Linked DNA regions of Callithrix jacchus: region 2 is linked to region 1. A link is a contact called in public Hi-C data. All regions are on one chromosome and are shown on one strand. Each heading gives the region's core, a stretch centred on a gene start, on an enhancer-like site or on the middle of the called end of the contact. The rest is flanking DNA. Distances are from core to core; before and after follow the strand shown. Region 1 has its middle 46 kb from the start of TRAF3IP2. Region 2 overlaps FYN (FYN proto-oncogene, Src family tyrosine kinase).

Region 1 (3,148 bases), core at 179-2,678:
TGCAGGTGCCCCACGTGCCGCGAGTTCAGACTGAGCTTGTCATCTTCTGCCTGCTTTCTATTCCTCTTCTGTATCGCCATCCTCCCAGTCACCTAAACCCACATCCCTCTAAGTCTCAGTCTCCTTGTCTGTAGAACAGAGATGATTATCATGTATCCTGAAGGTTGTTGTGAGAATTAACTTAGAGGATTCTCATGAAGTGTTTAGCATCATGCATGGTGCTATATGGTGTCTGCCAGTGTCCCCAACTTTTTTGCACCAGCACCAGGTTCATGGAAGACAGTTTTTCCATGGCCTGGGGGTGGGTGTGGGGGTTGGGGGGAGAGTTACAGGATGAAACCATTCCACCTCAGATTATCAGGCATTAGATTCTCCTAAGGAGCCTGCAACCTAGATCCCTCACGTGCACAGTTCACAATAGCGTTTGCACTCCTATGAGAATCTAAATGCCGCTGCTGATTTGACAGAAGGTAGAGCTCAGGCGGTAATGCTCACCCACTTACTTTCTGCTGTGCAGCCCAGTTCCTAACAGGACATGGATTGGTACCCGTCCACAGTCCAAGGGTTGGGGGCTGCAGAATCAACAGAAAGAACAATTGATTGGCTCTGGGGAACTACAGGAGTTAACTTGGAGTTTTGCTTATCCAATACAGGAGCTGGCAAACTTTTTCTGAAAAGGGCCAGATAGTAAGTGTTTTTGGCATCATATGTCATACAGTCTCTGTTGCAACTTCTCAGCTTTGCCATTGTTGGGCAAAACCAGCCACGGACAAGACATAAATGAAAGAGTATGCTGTGTTCCAAGAAAACATTATATACAAAAACAAGCAGGGGCCTATTGGACCGAAGGGTTGTTTTTTGCTGCCTCATGGTCTTTGCCGCACCTCATCTCATGAAGAGGCCATGTCTGTTTAGTTAATTGATTTTTCTCCAGGGTCTAGTGCAGTGCCTGGCACAGAGCAGACATTCCATAAATATTTATTAAAGGAATGATTAAATGAGAGAAAGCAAACAAGTAAGAACAAAAGAAAGACTGAGAAGAGACAAACCTTTGAGATCACCTGGATATCTGTGACAGGGTTCTGTGTAAGAAATAGAAACCACACTAAGGTTTTTAAGCAAAAAAAGAATATAACATAAAGAACTGCAAACTTGTTGGAGGGGCTGCAAGAGAGGGCTCTAGGCTGGGCCTCTGAGGATGGCTCCCAGAAAGTGGTAAAAGCAATTTGCCAGGGGAGCTATCGCCTCTGCCACAATCAGGAAAATGGACTCAGGAAGCTGCCATTGGAACTACTGACTGCAAGAACATCACGGCTGTAAGCCAAGGTCAGAAAGTGGTCAGAAGCCAGGAACAGCATGAATTACTGCCACTACCACATTTGCTAGGCAGAGGAACCTAGCCATTGCCACGTCCTTGAGATTCTTGTTGCCCATGAAACTGGAGAATGGTGATCAGTGGCTCCATGAACTTGCTTCAGAAAGTAGCCAAAAGCTGCAAGATGTTGGCCTCCGCCTTCCAAGCTTTGTGCAAACTCATCTAATTGGTGTAGCTGAACTTACAGTCATGATCCTAATGAAAAGAGAGTCTGGGCAGTGTAGTTTTTGGCTTCCTAGACTCTGCAGCATCAGGAGGCACCCTAGAAAGATGTGGGAATGGATTCATGCAACATTTAGCATAGAGTATACATTCTCATGATTGATTGCTACAGAGTAAACTATCTGAAGAGTTAATGGCTTAAAACCACGATCATTTGTTTTGTTCAGAGATTTGAAATTTGGGCAGAACTGGGTGGGGCCAGCTTGTCACTACTTCATGATGAGTCATCTGGGGTCATTCAGCATGGGCACCACCGTGTGAGCAAGCCCACGCACACATGGGAGCCCAAGTGGAGAGGAACTGAAGCTCCCAACAGTAGCCCCAGCTGAGCTCCTGAGGTCAACAGCTGGCATCAGCGTAGCAGCCGAGTTGATGCAGAGCCAGTGTGAAACTTGAGAGCCACTGTGATAGCAGCTCCTCCAGCCACACTTGAGCTGCCCTAGCTGATGCTGTGTGGAACAGGGGTGAGCTGGCCTCGATGAGTCCTGCCCAGATTGCAGATTCGTGACCAAAATAAACGGCTGTTTCTATTTCTGCCACTAAGTTTTGGAGTGGTTTGCTATGTAGTGAGAGATCCCCAGTATGTGCAGGTTGTGCTGAATGGGAAGGAGGGAGGGGAACAGATGGGGCAGTCAACAAGAAATGAAGCCGCCAAAGCCAGAGAGGGATAGTGGTTGACCTGAACGCAAGCTAGGTCCACCTCGCCCTGCACCCCAACATTCAGCCTTACCAGCTTTCTAACTTGGATGCTTCCTGAAAAATCAACCAAATGTGGTTTGCGGCTGTATCTGTCCAGGCAGCAGGTCAAAGCTTGGGCAGAATGCTGGAAGAACACTATAATTTTATAGGTACTGCTGTCTGGGGCCTCTGTTTCTCCCAGAAACTGCCCCTCGGCAATTTCTGATCATGGCAGAAGATTTAGATTTTGAAATTGCAAACCGTCAGAAAAAGGCAAGACTGACCTATGGTGGTTGTGATTTTTACACAGGGTTCCAGGAGAGTTCAGGTGATTTCAAACTACAGGGTTGTCACAGATAGTTGCGCCAGTTGTGTACTGCACAATTCTAGGGGGCACCATTCACATTCTAGTCATTATCCTTTTGCATATTTATTACAACAATTTCCTGGCAGATGGCAGCAAAGTGTCTTGAGGCAGGGTAGCTTTTTCGATTTGCATAAAGACGATTTATAGCAAGTGGCAGGAGGCATAGGTACAAAACTAGTGTCTAATAAATCTTCAGCCAGTAGCAGCGGTTGGGGAGAGAGATGGAAGGACTGGGGAGGAGTATTAGGATTAGGGAAGGCCCTTTTTCTTAACCAGAATGGGCACCCAACAGATAAGAAGTGTTGAGATTTGTGAGGTTCAAAGTTCAGCATCATGGGACCAGCAAGTTTGTAGAAGAGACAGGAATTAGTCTGGCAAAGGAAACAGGTTTGCCCTGAAAGGTAGTACTCTAAGGGCTGAATTTATTTTAAAAAACTTTTTTTTTTCAGAGACAGGGTCTTGCTTTATTGCCTAGGCTGGAGAGCAGTGGCACAATCACAGCTCAC
Region 2 (2,846 bases), core at 287-2,786, 42 kb after region 1:
TAGTGTTGTACCAGATACACTAATAGTAACAAGCAACATTTATCACTATGTGCTGGGCATCCTGTTAAGCACTTAACATGTACTGTTTCACTTAATCTTCGGAAAAATGCATACAGCAGACAAAATGTTTTTCCATTTTGCAGGTAAGTAAACTGAAGTATGGAAAAGTTAAATAACTTGGCAAAGGCCCAAGATTGTCAGGTTAGAGCTGGATTTCAAAGCTGGTTCCACCTGACTTCAACAATGCCCCACGTACGTGTTCCTCATCATGCTTGCTTACTATCCCATGCCATCTTAGGCTTCTTTATATCAGTAGCTCCTAGAAAAGTCCCTTTCACACACAAGGCACTCAAATAACTGATGTTGGCATTATTTAGAGATCCTGATTGGGCAGAATTTAGCAAAGTGTTTATAACTAAAGAACTATCTGCTATAACTGAGTGAGATGTCCAGGTAATACAGAATAAGCAATCCCTCCAAATTTCTAGTTGCTTCTAGACTGATGTCCGCAGAAGGCCACCCTTGCAGGCTCAGGGCCTGGCCTTGACCTCCTCCCTGACATGGGCTGCTGCTCAGTCCTGGGTGGGCTGGGGGCGGTGGAAGAAAGCTGCACAGGAAGGACTGTGAAACCCAGCTCCACACTCCAATTCTGCCTGTGCCCTATGCAGTGCCACCTCATCTGCCTGAGGAGTGACAGATATTTCAGTGCACCCTGAGATGGGAAACTCACAACTGTTGTGAAAACAATTGCCATTCATGGTCCTAAAATATCTGTGTTTGGCGCATGTTTCTGAATGCTGCCTGCATTCCCATAATCAAGATGCAGCATGGCTGTGGCCTGTGGGTAACATAAAACCCAACTCGCAACTATTATTAGGCATGTGGACCAGCTGTCTGGAGGAGCTGATTAATTCCCAGCAGAAACTTCAGCACGCAGCACACATGCCATCTGCAGAGTACACCAGCAGACACACACCAGGCTCCCTCTCCCTCATAAAGCGGCCAGGGCAGGACAGGCCCTTAGGAGGAATTTTATAAACAGCTGGGTTGCCCCAGTGCTGGAAAAGAAAGGTCTCTCCAACTCCCTCACACATGCACACTAGGAGGTGCTCCTTAAAAACAGTCCCATTAAATAAAAGGGAAAATCTTTATTTTCTATTCCTTTTATCACTGATTTGATGAGAAGCAGTCAGCATAGCCTAGGATGGTAGATGCAACAGGGTCAGCCATATCTGGATTCAAATCCTGGCTCCACTATTTTACTGGCTATGTGACTTCGTACAAGTTACTTAACCCCTCTGAGTCTATTCCTGTTGTTTCCCTGCCCAGTCCTCCCATTTCCCCTGAGGCTTGGCACTTGGAAGGTATTTATAAATGACTCTGCCCCTGCCTCCCTGTCTGCTGCCTGACAGCATTTCTTGTATTCTCCTTGGACATCTGCCCCTCCCCGCCACATCATGTTCCCCCCAGTTCAGTTCTCCAGTTCGCTTCCTTCTTACTTCTCTCTTTCTAGTGTTTGACATGGATTTGAAGATGTTTGGGAAAGGGTAAAAAGAAGAAAAATGTTTGAAGAAGGGAGGATGGGAGCCTTGATTTAAAAATTAAGGAAATGCAGTACAAAGGCTATGAGGCTGGCCTTTTGAAAGGGGCTCTGACGGCATCCGGGGACATGATGGCAGAGCTGCGCAGCCAGCAGAAGGGCCATCAGGATGGCTGAGGTGGAGGAACGGTTGCGGGCCAGGCTGAGGGCAGCAACCTGAGGGAGGGGAACCAGTGAGGGTGCCAGTCACCCAGGGCCACAGCCTGAGGAGCCTCACTCCAGTGAATGTGGCATGGACTCAACATCCAGGCCCTGTTAACAGCACCCCTGCCAGCCACCTCTGGCTCCTGGCCCGGCAACCTCATTTACGCATGGTTCATGAGCGTTAACCACAAACCCTGTAGAGTCCAAAGTCCAGGAAAAGGGGGAAAAACTCAATTCACACAGAGAAGGGTGCATGCACGGCTCTTTCTAGCCCTTTCCTAAATCAAATATTCATGTCTCACAACCTTCGCCCACTCTCCTTCCTCATCTAAGGAGCTGGGATCTGACAGACTTGCCTCAGGATAAACTCCCTCATTCAGGGCAAGTCTCAGATCCACTGGCACTCAGGTCCTCTCGGCTCACCTTGCCTCAAAATCACATGCACATTCCTCTCTGGATGGCCAGTGCCAATCAAAGCTGCAGTGTGCCTTTGATTAGAGATACAGCACGCCATCTGGCCCAGCACTGGTGTGTGTGTGTGTGTGTGTGTGTGTGTGTGTGTGTGTAATGCACGGGCTTGTTTGCTGTGTGAGCATTTGGCTCCAGGACAAAAACTGCCACGTGTTGGGGAAATTCAAATAGCTGAGCTGTCTGACCAACATGTAATTCAGCATTTGGACATATCGGTAGCAGCCAGGGTCTTAGTTTAACATTTTCCCTCATCACTTGAGACTGCTAAAAATGCTTCCATTCTTGGAGTCAAATGAAGGGAAAGGATAACTGGCATGAAATGAAAGAATCAAGAGGAAGAGTACAAGGGAAAGAGAAGGAGAAGGAGAAAGAGAAAGAAATGAACTTCAGAGCTGGCCATTATGGAATGCAGTAGAAGGCACCACCCTGTAGTACATTCCAGTCACCGCTGTACTTTGCTTGGGATGACTAGGCTTTGGTAAAAATACCAACAATAAAAGTTCCCCCTTGCCCCAGTTATAAACACTGTATTTCACAGAGGAGCCTCTATTCGATTGCAAACTGCATATTTAATCCCACACTTTTACTTGGTGACCACTTTTTAAATATCTGGAAAGAGAAAATACTCCTA

The links. A called contact is a pair of places that touch in the nucleus more often than the background predicts.
Region 2: a Hi-C map of skeletal muscle shows a contact between it and region 1, with 9 times the contacts expected there. The contact joins two enhancer-like sites. A contact is called at or near these places in 3 of 3 Hi-C or Micro-C datasets (induced pluripotent stem cells and skeletal muscle).

What each region holds. Positions count from the first base shown.
Region 1 is chr4:117,902,678-117,905,825 of calJac240_pri, forward strand. No RefSeq gene overlaps it. Among named protein-coding and RNA genes, the nearest start is that of TRAF3IP2, 46 kb to the left of the region's middle. Within about 2 kb of position 1,429, at least 3 of the 16 cell types and tissues checked have an H3K27ac peak or open chromatin away from gene starts, as enhancers often do. A contact at or near this core is called in skeletal muscle, where this site is marked.
Region 2 is chr4:117,944,410-117,947,255 of calJac240_pri, forward strand. The region is part of intron 10 of FYN (FYN proto-oncogene, Src family tyrosine kinase); the gene reads right to left. Among named protein-coding and RNA genes, the nearest start is that of TRAF3IP2, 88 kb to the left of the region's middle. Within about 2 kb of position 1,537, at least 9 of the 16 cell types and tissues checked have an H3K27ac peak or open chromatin away from gene starts, as enhancers often do. A contact at or near this core is called in skeletal muscle, where this site is marked.